2 separate regions of the Gasterosteus aculeatus genome follow, and region 2 is linked to region 1. A link is a contact called in public Hi-C data. All regions are on one chromosome and are shown on one strand. Each heading gives the region's core, a stretch centred on a gene start, on an enhancer-like site or on the middle of the called end of the contact. The rest is flanking DNA. Distances are from core to core; before and after follow the strand shown.

What was found. A called contact is a pair of places that touch in the nucleus more often than the background predicts.
Region 2: a Hi-C map of whole body shows a contact between it and region 1, with 2.6 times the contacts expected there. The contact joins the enhancer-like site here to the promoter of gli2a in region 1. A contact is called at or near these places in 4 of 6 Hi-C or Micro-C datasets (skeletal muscle, tail fin and whole body).

What each region holds. Positions count from the first base shown.
Region 1 is chr16:1,926,727-1,934,502 of fGasAcu3.hap1.1, forward strand. gli2a (GLI family zinc finger 2a) reads left to right here and starts at 4,046. Exons shown (of 14, transcript XM_040201991.2): 1 at 4,046-4,571.
Region 2 is chr16:1,959,540-1,966,416 of fGasAcu3.hap1.1, forward strand. The region is part of intron 2 of gli2a (GLI family zinc finger 2a); the gene reads left to right. Among protein-coding and RNA genes, the nearest start is that of gli2a, 32 kb to the left of the region's middle. Within about 2 kb of position 5,427, at least 7 of the 9 cell types and tissues checked have open chromatin away from gene starts, as enhancers often do.

The DNA.
Region 1 (7,776 bases), core at 2,796-5,295:
TTAACGGTCCTTTATTTTGTACTTTTGTAACATTATTATTATTATTGTTGTTATAAAAGCAGAGGTATTGTGTTAAAACATCTGTTCACATCAAAAATAGTTTATTCATTGGCCTTTATAAAGATTACATGAAAAAGAAAGACAATCCCCTCCCAAAAAAATGTTAATAAGACAGTGAGACTTTTGGTTTCGGTTACAAATGTGCCGGTACATTTGTTTCATTATTACTCAACAGTAAACTGCAGTAAAAGCACCTTGACATGATATTAACATTTGTTTTAGATTATCCCCAACGTGTGATGAGGTTATTCAAACATGATGTACCCCATAAACATTTGGGCAAACAAGGACATGCACCATCACATGCTGCAGATGTTATCACAGAGGAATGCATAACGTAATGTGATCAAACCATAATCTTACGGCCTCCCTATCAAACTACGAACCCTTTTCCCTCCTCCTCCCTCTGCGGACCTTTTTCCTGTCAGCGCTTTGCTCTCACATTCCTCTATTCCAATCAGAAAAGCTCATTAAAATTCCTGCTTGTAAGAACCAGAGAGGAAGGGGAGACAGTCTTCTTTTGAAGGACGTGCACACAGGCGGGTCCACTGAGGGAACTCAGGCGTGATGCAGGCGCACAAAGAGCCAGTAGGGTGCAGCACCTGGACGACCGACACTAAACCTGACCCTCCGTGTGTGAGTCCTACACCCGATCAACGCTTTTCATTTAATTAAATGAACGCCCTCGTTTGGAAGTCTTATTTTTTGACGTTGTCTGGGTGACGTGACATTGCAGCAAAGGGCTGTTTATATTTACACTCACAGACTCTCACACTCAACCACTTAGCAGGTAACGTCAGTAGGGTTCAGGGTCTGTGGTCCATGGGGGAGATTGGGATTGGGCCCCAGTCTCGTTTTAACCCCCTCCATCTATCCAACCACCTGGTTTGTTCTGTTCTGTTAGGAAGGAACAAGAGATGGGGGAAGACAATTTGTTTTTCATTCCAAGCCTCTGAAAATGGGGATGACTGTGTAAGAAGTTCTGTAATCCGCTAAACAATGAACACGGTGTTTTTGTTATATCCATTGAATTAAAGCTGAAAGTCTACACCAAACAAATATAATCTGCTTTAGTTCAAATCATTTAAAGAGGCTACATTTTGAAAATTGAAAGGTATTGTATGGTACTTTTGCCTTTCTCACACTTTTATTCCATTTTATTCCACGTTAAACTCCTACTCCTCTATAGACCATGAGGACATGTTTGACTATATAGGAACAGTTAGTCAGACGATGCTTTGTTATGAACCAAAAAGGACACACTGCTGTTGATACCTGTATCCATACAGGACCAATTCTGACTCAAATAGCTGGGTCGGGGTACTATGGCAGGGTCACGTATGTTCAAATTCCTGTTGATGTTTTCCCCAATTCCTGCTAAAGGTTGCTGGAGTACACTTTTTACTTCATTAATAATTAACAATTTAGTTTATTATTTAGATTTTTTATGTAGTTTTTATGTAGACTTTGTAAGCTATTTAAATAGTTTGTATTGTCCTATATGTCATGAAAATAGAAGAAGGAGGTGATTCCATAGAACTCAAAGAGATGCCCTTTTTCAGATACCGAGGCAGTGAAAAAGCACCAGAAAATCTTGACCATTTGTAAGGAGCAGTGTGTTATAATCAGACATTGTATATTTATGTCCCTGCTTTGTTGCTGGGACATGACATGTAACATGTAATAGTAACATGGTGTTTAGTGGGTTTTATGCAGCAAGGATTTCTCTTTCTTCACAACATAAACTGACAGAAGTCATGTGGAATGGACTGTTTCAACATCACACAGATGTAAAGGAACAAAAACATCCCAAACACAATACTAAGAACATATTTATTCAAACATATAGGGGTTAATTGGTGACTCTACATGTGTGAATGTGAGAGTGAATGGCTGTTTGTCTTCATGTCAGCCCTGGGATTGACAGGTGACCCCGTCTCCCGCCGATGTTTCTTCACTCCATTCTTTCGTATTCATCCAATGAAGCAACTTGCCGAGTTGGAAAAAGATACTTTTCACTTTATTGAATGATGAGATGAGAAGGCAGCTATGGAACTTTGTAAGCCACCTGCCAGTGTTCAATCTCACTCCTGTGGTCAGAACAACCTGGAGATGAATGAACTCAAAACTGAGAGGATGACCGTGGACTTCAGGAGAAGACCCCCATCACTGCCCCCCTCACCATACTTAACAGCACTGTCTGCTGTGGAAACCTTCAAGTCTCTCCACAATCTCCAGGGAGCTGAAGTGGGCCTCCAACATCAGGAAGAAGGCCCGGCAGAAGTTGACCTCCTGCACCAGCTCAGGAAGTTTACCCTCCCTCGGGAGCTGCTGGTCCGGTTCTACTTCATCCAGATATCATCCAGTCTGCTCTCTGTCCTTCAGGCTGTGCGTGGTTTGGATCAGGTGTGCAGAGGGGATCACGGCTCCAGCCTGCCCTGCATCCTGGACTTGTACAGAGTCAGGAAACAGGGCAGGAACCATCCCTGCAGACCTTCACACCGTGGACACAACCTGTCTGGACTCCTCCCCTCTCGTAGGCGCTACAGAGCACTTCACGCCAAAACCACCAGACACAAACTCCTTCTACGCTCAGAGCGTCTCTCTGGACAAATAAATCACCTTTTTTGCACTATTACCACCTTTTGCATCTTCATTCATTCCATATTCAATGTCGCTGTTTGTGACACTATATTTACTTTTCAATAGTTATTCATATATCGTATGGTCATAAAAAAACTTTTTTTTTAATGTCTTTTTATTGTGTATATTTCTTGTTATGAAATATACTGTGTCTTTGCATGTAACCAGGGTCAAATTGCATGTATGCACGAGTATACGTGGCGAATAGAGCGGATTCCGATTCCGATTTGGATTATAATAATAATACGTTTTGTTTTGACAGCAGTCCTCCAGGATCCCAAGTACATTGGTATTTAAATATTTATGTGAAACGTGACAGACACACAAAAGAAGTTTTGATGAATTGGAGTGACAGAATGAAGCACTGTGAGACACTTGGACTCTCGATAATCTAATAAGGTTTTTTAGTGTGTTTTAGAACGTTCACACATTTTTCTTTGGGCTCAATAAACAAGTTGAATCAAAGGGCCACTGATGCACCGCTACTTCGTCCCTTTTACGCAGCAAGTCAGCGGATTGACCAAGCAGGACAACCGTAGCTCCCCCGGTGCATGCCGGTCCTACACCTGGCTGTGCGCTTAATTTCCTCCAGGTGCCCACAATATTACCCAAATAATAATCCAACTAATTATTAAAACTACGCACACTTAAATAACGACACAAAATTAAACTTAATTGACCGAAACAGGAAACATTGAATTAAATCAAACCAAAACAATTAAACAATACTACTTAAGAGTAAATAACTAAATACTAACTGTAAATGAAAAGCTCTATCTATCTTGAAATGATAAACGCGTCGTTCACACACAGCGCGCAGCTCATTTTCTCTTTTTCTTTAAAAAAAAAAAAAGACAATTAATACAAAAATAAAAACAGCAAACGAGCATTTAAAACGCCCGTCTAGCAAAGTCGGGCTGACTTTCTATATGGAATCTACATGAATGGCATCATAAATGCTGAATGAAAGGATCCACACCAGAGGAGGACGCATGGGAATAAAGCCTCTGAATCACGGACATCGTTGTGTGTCCCCCGCTGGCTGGAACCATGAGGTCTGGATGTGATGGTTGGTTGTGTTGACGATCTGTCCACCCACTCACACAATCACCGCACAAAAGCAACACAACTCGAGCTGCGCGAGCTCTTTTTTTTTTCCAATGCAACTCTTTGCGTTTCCTTCTGAATCCAATGCGACGGGACTTGTGCGCTAACCTGCGTCAAGAAAGAAGAAAAAACAACCGAACTATGAATGAAACTTTATCTGCAACTGCTGGAAAGAGTTAGCCGGGCCCATCTGGTGCGGCAAATGGCCCAACTCACCAGGGAGCGAGGGGGGGAGTGAGGGAGGGGGGGGGAGATGGTAAAGAGGGGGGAGGAGATAGAGGGTGAGGGGGGAGATTGAAAACAGTTCAGCAGCCTGGAGATCTCCACACCACCGCATGCCTCTGCAACAACTGCCGACTGAAGCCAAACCGCATTTACTCCCAAACTTTCACGCGCAGAGAAAAGAAAGAATCCCGGCAACAAGCCTGGGGCGTGAACGCTTCACGTTAGTTGGCTGAAGCGCGCACAAACACGCGCGTCATGGGAGAAGATGGATTGTAAGAAAAAGTTGAACTCGACTCGCGCACCGAAGCGGCTCCGCGGCGCACAGAGCGAACTTTGAGCGGCTCCAAAACTTCCGCCCGCGACCCGGTTCATGGAGTGCGGAGAGGCTCGTCTGCACGTCGCGCTCCCCCCCGCGGTGCCAGTCCGCTCCTAGTCTACGGGACCCCCCCCCCCCCCCACTCCAGGGCAAAGTTTTCCTCGGACCCCATAAAAGAGCCTGGGGCGGTTGGGAAGTGAAAGCAAGACGCGGCGGAAAGGTAAGCGCACTTTAGCGCGACGCTGACAGCGCCGCTGGGTTTGCGCCGCGGCCCCCTCCCGTGCGCTTGTGTTCACTTGGTGTGTTTGCCAGCGTTTCACCGGGGCTCTCCTCCCCCGTTGCTCTCATGTTCTGTGTCGCCCCGCGTGTCAGCGGCTTCACGTCTCATTTGCACTTTGAACTTATCTGACACAGGAATCCTAGAAATGTTTCGTCCTGCAACTCGATCCATCAAGGGAGGAGATGCGTTCGGGGAGCTCGGCGCCTCCCGCAGAAGCTTTTAATAGTTCTACCAGTGACCGTTCTAATGGTTTTCCACTCAAGTGAACTGAGCGGGATCTCACAATCTAAATCCAATTAAAATAAATATTTTACAACATCTGTTTCCATCATTCCACCTTTCTGTGAATGGAAGAAACTGATAAAACCATTAGGCTCATTACGCATTTCGGAGACCTTTGCTTTCTAATCTCTTAACGCCACAAAGCAAAGAAGCACCGAGCAGGAGTCTCCGCGTGGGGACGTGGGCCCGTGGGCCCGGGACCGGCCTGTGGGAGATGTGTACTTCTTGTTGAAAGATTCAAAGTTGACTGTTTGCTCTGCAGCCTGAGCAGTCAACAAACACTTGACGCCTTTGTGGGGCCCTTAAGCAGCCATATTTGCTGTTGGCTTTTCCTCCATCTAACGGGCGCTGCTAATGATCTCCAAACTCATGTGTGCGCTCTAGTCTCACTTCTGCCGCCGCTTCTTTTGGCCTTTTTCTTAAAGCTTTTCCAAAATAACACAGAGTTGTTTGCAAACATGCTGGACTCCCCTCCTTGGATTTTTTTTTTTAATATTTAAAGAAAAAATCAGTTGTGAAGTTGGAATGTGTTTTCAAAATGATGAGTTAAGATTAAGAAGAATTCATCTTGTTAAAAAAAAGGAATAGTTTGGAAAATGTTTCAAATAATATGCATGTTTTAAACCGGCCGAGACTTTTGTGCATGTGTATTTTCCGCTTCACATGATGACAACCCCGGTCACAGCCGAGCTGATTTGCATGAGAAAAAAAAAGAAAAAGTTTTAGTGCATTTGGCCATTGTGAGGAATGAAGAGTTCCAACAGTTAGGGCCGACGGAGAGTGAAAGGAGCGAAGAATGGATGAGCCTATTCAGCTCATTCAGGGGGAGACCCATAGTGGCCATGTCACTTTCATCTCCCCAGGCCTGTGTGCCTGTTGTCCGCTGCTTCAGCCCCCGTTTTCACACATCGCCTCTGTGCACAGGCCTCACTTTATTGATCTGCCTCCCGCTTTTTCTTTTTCTTTTTGCTTCTTTTCTGAAAGTTCGCACCAAATTTAATGAACCAAATACTGGAAAAGGTGTGTGTGTGTGTGTGTGTGTGTGTGTGTGTGTGTGTGTGTGTGTGTGTGTGTGTGTGTGTGTGTGTGTGTGGACCAAGGAGGAGGAGTTTGAGGGGTGGGGAGGGGTACAGCTCTCTTTTGAAAGCAAATACCGATGAAGTCTAGCGTACAGGGACAGAAAGGAGGGTTGGAGGAGCGGGTGAAGTCAGAGTGACTCTGAGGAGGGGGAGGAGCCCCCCCCCATTCCTCCTCACCCACCACAACCACCTACTCCTGCTGAGTAAACTCAGAAAAGTTGGAAAAAGAAAAAAATCCCCCCATTTCCCTGATCCCACTCGCTGTATACTGTACCGACGAAGGCATTGGGCAGCCTGTCCACTCACAATGGCGGCCGTAAGAAAAAGGCGCCTGTGGGGGGATGTGGCAGGTCGGGGTTAGGGGTTTTGCTTTGGCAAAAAGTGATTGCGCTGTTTAGTGGTTGTAGATGAAGAGGAGCTGCGGCCTTCACCCTAAATACCACTGCGTGGACGTGGCCCTAAACCTTCTGCTGTTAGCAGTCATCATTCATCTCATGAGCAGTTGGCTCATCAAGGTGCTTCTGGGTTCATTTTGTGTCAATCAGTTGTGTCGCTGCACCTCCTTTCTCCTCACATTGGCCCATTGGTGTTAAGCAGTGGATTATTTACGCCTCCCATAGTGGAGTGGCTTCTTACGACGCCCACAGAGCGAACGTTTGATGTTCCTGGGTGGTGTAGTATTGTAGTTAATATTGTAGTTTCTTTGCAAACAGACAGTGACAAGTCGGAAGTGAGAAAGTGTTGAATATTTCACACTGTTAAGACGGACGCACAAAACCGTATTTTGGCTTCAGCTTTATCAAGGACATGAAGATGACGGCGTCTCCTCCACACGGAGGAAGGTGCATTGTGGGTTGAATCTTACCCATGTGTAGGGATGAATTGATGAGACTTTAATGGCCATTTAGGGGCCTGTAAAAGGCAGCCGTGTGTCGGGCGACGCCACAGCCATCGTTCACAGTCAGCGTCCACTTCAGACGGAGGGAGGAGTGGGAGAGCTGGAGAGAGATGGCCGCTCACACTCCTCTGTAGAGCCCTTCACTGAATCCCATCTCTTTTGCCTCGGCATGGGGAACGCCTGCTGGACAATCCCCGCTTGTTTTAGCGGCCTTTGTTTCTCTCCCCTTGAGGCATCCTGTTCATTTTCCCTCAAGTGTGTGAGGTTAAATAGGTTCCCATCATATCTCCGTTGGGGTTACACTTTTCCAACCCCCCTTTTTGCCCCAACCCACCCTTCCTACACTACAGCGGCTAGGAGTGGGCACTCCAATTCCCAGAACAGAAAGTGAGATCAGGCTGGATTGTACCCCTGCAGTGAAAAGAACACATTGGCGGCGTAAAGCCCCAAAAAACACACATGACTGGCGCAGAGCCAATGTGCATTTAACAAGCCATTTTAATGGCTGTACGGTAAAGTTACTGACAAGCTCATTACAGGCCGATTGACCTCATCAATCACTGCAGAACTGCAGCGGAAACTGGTTGTCTCAGGAAAACTGTAGTTCCAAGCCGTGCAGCAAGGTTTTAACAACGGTCCTTCTATGCCGGGGCCTCTGTTGTTCTCAAACTGCAGAAAAGGAAGCACGAGGAACTCAGCCAGCTCCAATATCTTCAAAAGGGAGGAGAGCTTAAGCAGATCGAGTCTTGTATACAGTGTACTCTGTGTGATGCATGATGTGTCATCACCAACACGCCACACAAAGATCTCCTCATTGCATCCTGGCCCAACTCTTCACACACTCCTTGACTCACATACTGACTCTTCGGAAACCCAGTTTCCCAAA
Region 2 (6,877 bases), core at 4,177-6,676, 34 kb after region 1:
AAGGAATTTAAGCTGAAAGCGCAACCATAATTGAAACCAAATATTTTCCAAAATCTTTTGGAAACTAGTTGCTAGTTTGAATCCACAGGCCTTTTGGAAGAATCTTCTCTCCCAGCTACTATTGCATTGGCACTCTAAAGCCTGGGATGTTCCAGTAGAGATGCTCAGTGGTCATCAGCAGAAGTCTTTGTTGAATTTGTGTGAATGTGAGAAAAGAGAAAACTGAGTGTGAAAAAACGGAGTCAAAAACTCAGTCAAAACTGATCTTTAAACATCTTTAATAGATAGATGTTAAACTGACATGTATAGTGTTCTATTAATGGAGATACATGATAAGTAAAAAATCATTGATCATTAATCATTAATCACTGAAAAAAAACATTTTCAGTGATTAGTTTTCTATTTTTTCTATTAAATTATTTCTTGATTTTAAGATTTTGTCATACTTTATGCCTTTATTCCGACATGATGATAATAATAATATTGTATCATTACTTCCAGCTTGGGTCCGACCTCATGAATAAAAGTTATTACCAAACTGCAGAGCAACTCTGTGATGATTGAAAGCCCTTCACCACCATATCCACCAGAGTGTGTGTCAGATAATGGAGATTCCCCCACAGGCGTACCCCGAGGTGACTCCACTCTCTCCGTCCCACCAGGGAAGTGGGGTGTTGGCTAATTTTATCACACAATGAATGCCGTTTGTCAGTGCAGCTCTGGTGACGAACGATTCCTTATCTTGAGGGCTGTTGTTTGTTGTTGCTGAGTAATGTCCTGACCGCTTGCTGCTGTCTCTGGAGCCTTCAGCTGCCCCACTGCCAACTGTCAGGGGCCACACTGGCATTACATTCATGTCTGCACGGGTACTCTCTTCTGCAAATGTGAACGGAGATGCACAGGATCCTAATAATCCCAATCCACCTGGAAATGAATAAACCGTTGATTAATGCCATTCAGCGTTAAGGTCAAAAGCTTGTCTGCAGTTTTGCATCAGAAAAGTGAGCCTTTGTGTCTGGATTTGTGGCCTAGCGTATCCCATAGTTTGTGGTCTCTAATTCATAAAATGGTCTTTGCACTTGTTCAGACCGTTGACCTTTCTCTGAAGTTTCTCTGAAAACAGAGTACACTTAGCTGAAACAACAACAGATGGAAAACAAGTCAGCAGCAGTATATGGGCAGGTAATGCTGTTCTACACTTGGTCTGATTTCATTCTGTTGCCTATCACAAATACAAAGCATTGCCATATACCGGATAACTTGCAATTTAGTCCAAATGGGAGGGATTACTTTGTGTTAACTCACTTTGTGGGTCAATGTCATGACATCCAAGTACAAAACAAGGAATTTCTGCCTGTATGTTCGTATGTGTCCTTCACATATTTTGAGCTGTGCCCAACTGTGCCCGATTCACACTTGGCGAGTGTATTACAGATCCAAGGACATGCAGTGTTTAAGTTGGTGCAATTTTGCATCACAACACTGATATCATTGATAGTATTGATGTTAATACACTTAGAAAGCACGGCGACGAGGCTCTAAAGTCAAACACTGTAATATTAACTCTTTTGGGTTATTATTATTGAAAGCCGTTCTGAATATCTTAACGTAAGGAGGGGGTCGGTTTCTGTGGCTAATATGGGAACAAAAATACCACATATGGCAAACACTATAGACTCCTTCTGCTCCTTGCAAAACATGGACTAGAATCGACCACTTGACCTACAGAGAAAGAGTGAGGCAGCACAGTCAGACAGACAGGTGGTCAGAGGCCTTCTGACCTGCTTCACTGCGGTTTCTTGTTAGTGCTTTAAAACAGTCCCAGAGTAAGAGGGTTTCCAACCTCAATTCTGCCCTGGAGAAAGAGGCCAGACAAAGTATTTTTTGCTGTGTGTGTGTGTGTGTAGCTCAGTCTCAACGCTCTATCTTATCGGGATAGATGACCTGAGAGACCAGGGGCCTGCTCTGAAGATGTCTCTGCCGTGTGTTCTGAACGCCACCAACAGTCGGCTGAGCTGGTCTTGATCTCCTCAAAATCTATTTCCAGCTTTAAAAGTATCAACCCTTGACTGAGCTTCAGTAACAATCAGAGGATGTTTACAGTTATTTAGAAAGAGTCAACCTTTTAATTTAACTGTTGCCGAATATAAACAAGTGCAAGTTAGCCCCAGTTTTGATGGTACATGGTTTATTCTCACCCGTCGCCGGACTTTTACAATACTTTGTCAGATTTGTAATGCAAACAGACATGAAGTGGAGGGGTGTTCGCTGTGTCCTACAGTTAAGTCTGAAATGGGCCACGTGTTTTTAGAGAGGTTTCAAACTCTAATTCAACCAGGGCGTTTTTTTCATATCAATCCATCTGTGTCTTGGAACAGTTGGTGTTAAAAATGGGAAAATGTGGATTCTGTGAGAAAGCCCATTGCAATGAAAGACTCAGCGGGGCAGTTTGATGGAGACCAGGCCAGGTCCATCCAGGATACTCCCTGGCTTCCTGCTTGGGCCTGGAGAACCGTCTCTCCCAAGGGGGGGGGGGTTCTCACCTCGCAGTGACCCCCAACTGAGACGGCTTTTAGATTGATGTGCAATCCCTCCCTCTCCCTCACATTGTGTGCTGTTTTGGGTATTTCCTCTGCCTTTCCCCTTGAGAAAATAGCTCTGGTTTCAAGTCACAGATGCGGAATGCTAAGCCAGTGCTGAAGATGCCGTCATAGGGCGCTGGGGACGCTCTTTGTGTGAACTGGCAGCTTCTCCGTCAGCTGTGTCTCCCAGGTCAAAGGGCTCCTGGAAGACTGAGGAGGACCCCGAGTTCCCGTCGTTTGAAGTGACTTGGCTCGATCTGGCGCGTTTACACTTGCCAGAAAGTGGCGAGCCAATGCTTTCTCTGAATGAGGAACAGATGAAGTGACTGAAGTCACACAAGCTATATTTTTTTCGATGTGTGGTTTTGATGAATGGGATTAGCATATGATATACATCACTGCATTTCTAGAACCACTCCACTCTGTGCAGCACAATTGACCCTCTCCAACTGGGGCCGGGGTTTTATCTCATTCATCGCATCCTTCCGAATTGGAATTATCAGTGGCGCAACGAGAAGAAACCCAATGCATTCATTATTTGATCAGCCCTACAGCCGTACTCTGAAGTCATAAATCAGAAGTCTGCACGGGAAGCTGATTATCCCGACACGTCATCAGTCTTCACAGAGGCCCTGCTGCCTGCCACAAGGAGAGGCTCGCTAAGCTAGGCTACCTGTACGCTGGCATCACACATGAAGGATACTCCCTCCCCTGCTAAATGCCCACCACTCCGCCAGGGTACTGATGCTGGACACAAGCTGGTTATAGCACCATTTCCATGATGAAAGCCTTGGAACTTTGTTATCTGTGTTTTTGGTTGAATAATGTTTCTCAGAGGCAAGAGATCATAAAAACACCATGAGCTTTTTAGACATTTTTTAAAGGAAAAAGCTGCGAACATCTGACAGAAGCAAGGGTTCCTTTTTGTTATGCTACTTTCCTTAGTCCCCCCCTCCCACGCCCCCCTTAGTATCTCTTTCACATTAGTAAAACCAGCTGCTGGCAACCCAGGTGAGATAAGGTCTTGGTAGTACTCAGTCTTTAGAACAATTAGGAGAGGCGGTGCAGCACCTTTTAGCCCAGGTGATGGATCATACTGGTGGTGGGTTTCTGGGGTTGACGCGGAGACTAGTGATTGGCCGAGACCGGCCTGCAGATTTGACAGAGACTGATTATAGATGAGAGAGGCCAGCTGGGTGCGAGTGGGATCTGTAAACACACCGGGATGGGAGCAGCGGCAGCAGAGGCCCGGGCAGCTTCACAACAGCCCCTACAAAGTGATACAACACATCTGGGGGGGAAGATGAGGGTGTCATAGCAACGGAATATAAACACAGGCACAAGGCCATCTTCGTATCGCGTTTGTTCTGATTTTATTCTCTGGAGTTGGTGGAGAACAGAAACCGAGATTAAGTATTGTACTTACTCGGCCCTCAGATACAATCTTCAAATTCCCAGAGTTGCTTGAACGTGTATATGCTCCCATTAGGGTATAGTGGGAATTGTGTTTTGCTCCAAAACCAGATAAATATTGGTTCATTGCTAGGGATGGTGCAGTCCCTGTGTTTTAGTACCTTACTGAGGAATACAAACATAAAAACCGGTTTCTGCAGATACAGTATAAGAGCAAAAAAGATCAAACATTGTTTGAACCCAAGAACTTAACCTTTTGCCTTAACAAAACAGTAATAGCCCCGCTAACGTAATTATGTGCCAACGTTATGTACTGTTAACAACAGATTCTTTTTTTTAATAGAAAAGTAACGTTTTAGAACCATTTATCTACATCCTAACATTCAGCGTAACCAGTAAAACAATGTTATTTAGCCCCGACCAGCTCCACTGACCCTGCCTTACATGGAATAAGATCCTGGACAGACTTGGCCACCGCTTCACTCACATTGTTATTCTGCATTTGAGAAGTGGGATTTGACCAAAGATCAATTGCTAATATTAGCATGAATGTAATGTCAGTTTTGAATACCAAGTACTATGGATTTATTTAGGTCTGCTCTATAAAAGTGTTGAGGTGCAATACCTAACCCGAGTCACAATCTGACTAATAGACACTGAAATATAACCTTCTGATTTAATGATCCACGGGTTAAAGCGTCAGGCACCGTGCTCGCTTCACAGCGCCGACACAGACCCTCTGGAAAACAACGGCATCAGTCTTCACAGTGTTTAATGCTCCATCATAACACATGCGGCCTTTGCACACGGCCCCATGGACTAATGAGGTTCCGCTCAAACCGACCGCTGGCCTTAGCCACTTACCTTCCGCACCAAAATCCCCCGATCAATAAAAACGGTATCATTTTACCCTCCCTGAGGGCAGTTAAAAGTAAAGAGCCACTTTGTTGAGACTTCCTTTCATAGGTGGCAGTGGTTCCGTGCTCGCCCGTAAGCCTCTAATCCCTCTGTCGCCATCACTCGCCCATGCACTGCCCTAGAGGAAGAGACGTCTTGCGAACTAAACCTGCAGGTTTCATGTTGTGCGTGTGTGCGTGTGTGTGTGTGTGTGTGTGCAGTGCAGGAAGCCGGGATTAAGCTAAACATACAAGTTTTATTAAACCTGTGTGGAAGATTTGCCTGGTGTGTTTTGTGTGTTTCAGAAAGGCATGTCTGTTGAACCTCAAAGTCACACGTTTGTGTTTGTCTCCGTCACTCATGATGGTTGCATACACAGTGACCTGCAGAACAAATCAGTATCTGTGTGGGTAATTGCGAGTGGGTGTGTGACTGTGTGTGCATGCACATGAGCGTTTGTGTATAGCCGTTGGCACGGCGCTGTGTAGTTAGGACCCAGGCCAACTTCTTCTGCTGGAATTTCCTGTCTCAATTGAGCTCCACCCCTCTCTCTCTCTCTCTCTCTCTCTCCCCCTCTCTCTCGCTCTCGCTCTCTGAGCACAACAAAGGCTTTTTTTTCTCACAAAATTATTCCTGGCCTGGCCTCTCAGGGCATTATTATTATTGTTGAGTACTTCCTCCGAGCCATGAGCCCACTCCACACTCCACTTCAGCATGGTCCTAATCTGGGCCTTCGTTTGGTCATAATGAGAGGTGCTTTTGCTTCTTCTGTCTCTGAGTCACGTGACTCGATGGGGCCTTTGTTACCAACGAACACCTGGCATTGTCTTTAGTGAGAGATCAAACCGGGGCTTTGAGATGTGAAGCTTAGAAAAAAGAAAAAGAGGTGACTAGATGTTTGGGTCGGTCGGGGGTGCAGAGGCATGTTCAGTCTTAAGAGAAATAGGAGAAGATATTTAACGGATAAAAACATGTGCACATGTGTGTATTTTGAACAAATTTTGTTATTGTTATCTGTTTTATTTGTTCAGACAACATATCTATAAATATATAATACATTTATACATCTATAAATATATATATGGGCTGTCATTTCATTTAAAACATATCATTTATTAACTAATCATGCATTTTGAAATGTAGATGATCTAGATAAAAAAAGTTTGTGTTTCTAGCTGTCCTCGTGCACTTTGCTGTGCTCTCACCTCTCCAAGTTGCCATTGTTTTTTCCCGACATTTAGCCAGGACCTTTTCCAAACCACTGTCTTTTATGGACACAGTGTTTGCGCTTTTGTTCAATAAGCTTTCAAATACAGGTAGTTCTTTCTGCTTTCTCTCTCCAATGGTACGGATCCACGCTTTAAATGCATTTTTTTTGTTCTCCGTAAAGTTGGTCGCTTATAGCCTCTAAGGATAAAACTCTATTGGGCCTGTTGGTGACGAGCCTCCCCCATATGGGTGAGAAACCTGAGCCCGAACCAACTTCCAACGTGAAGAGTCTGTTCTTCTCAGGAAAAAATGCCACAAGAACCAGAGTGTTTGCTATAAAGCTCATTTATCCGTTTGAAAATGCTCCAAACACAACTCCCCAAAGTTTCAACAGAGTTAGAAAATGTCTTTATTATTGCGGCGGTGTAAAAGTTGAACAATCCGTTGAAACTAAAAGCAATCTTTCATATTTTTGGACAGAAATACATCCATCACCTCACAAGCACTCTCACGGTCGAGTGTCATTTTACGCTTTACCCATTTTGCCTTCTGAATGGCTGAGGCAGCTGTCGCTCTTTTCCTCTTCATTCTAGTCCGATCCGATAGGATCACACGATTCGAAAAGATCTGGCCTGCAGCCTCAAAGCTCTGAAGAGGTGATGAAGACGGGATGTCCCTGCTCTGGACATCTCATTCCACGTCTCAATGACACATTGCGTTTATAGCGGTCCTGTACCGTCCTGTCCTGGGTAGGCAGCACGTGGCCCAGGGTGGAG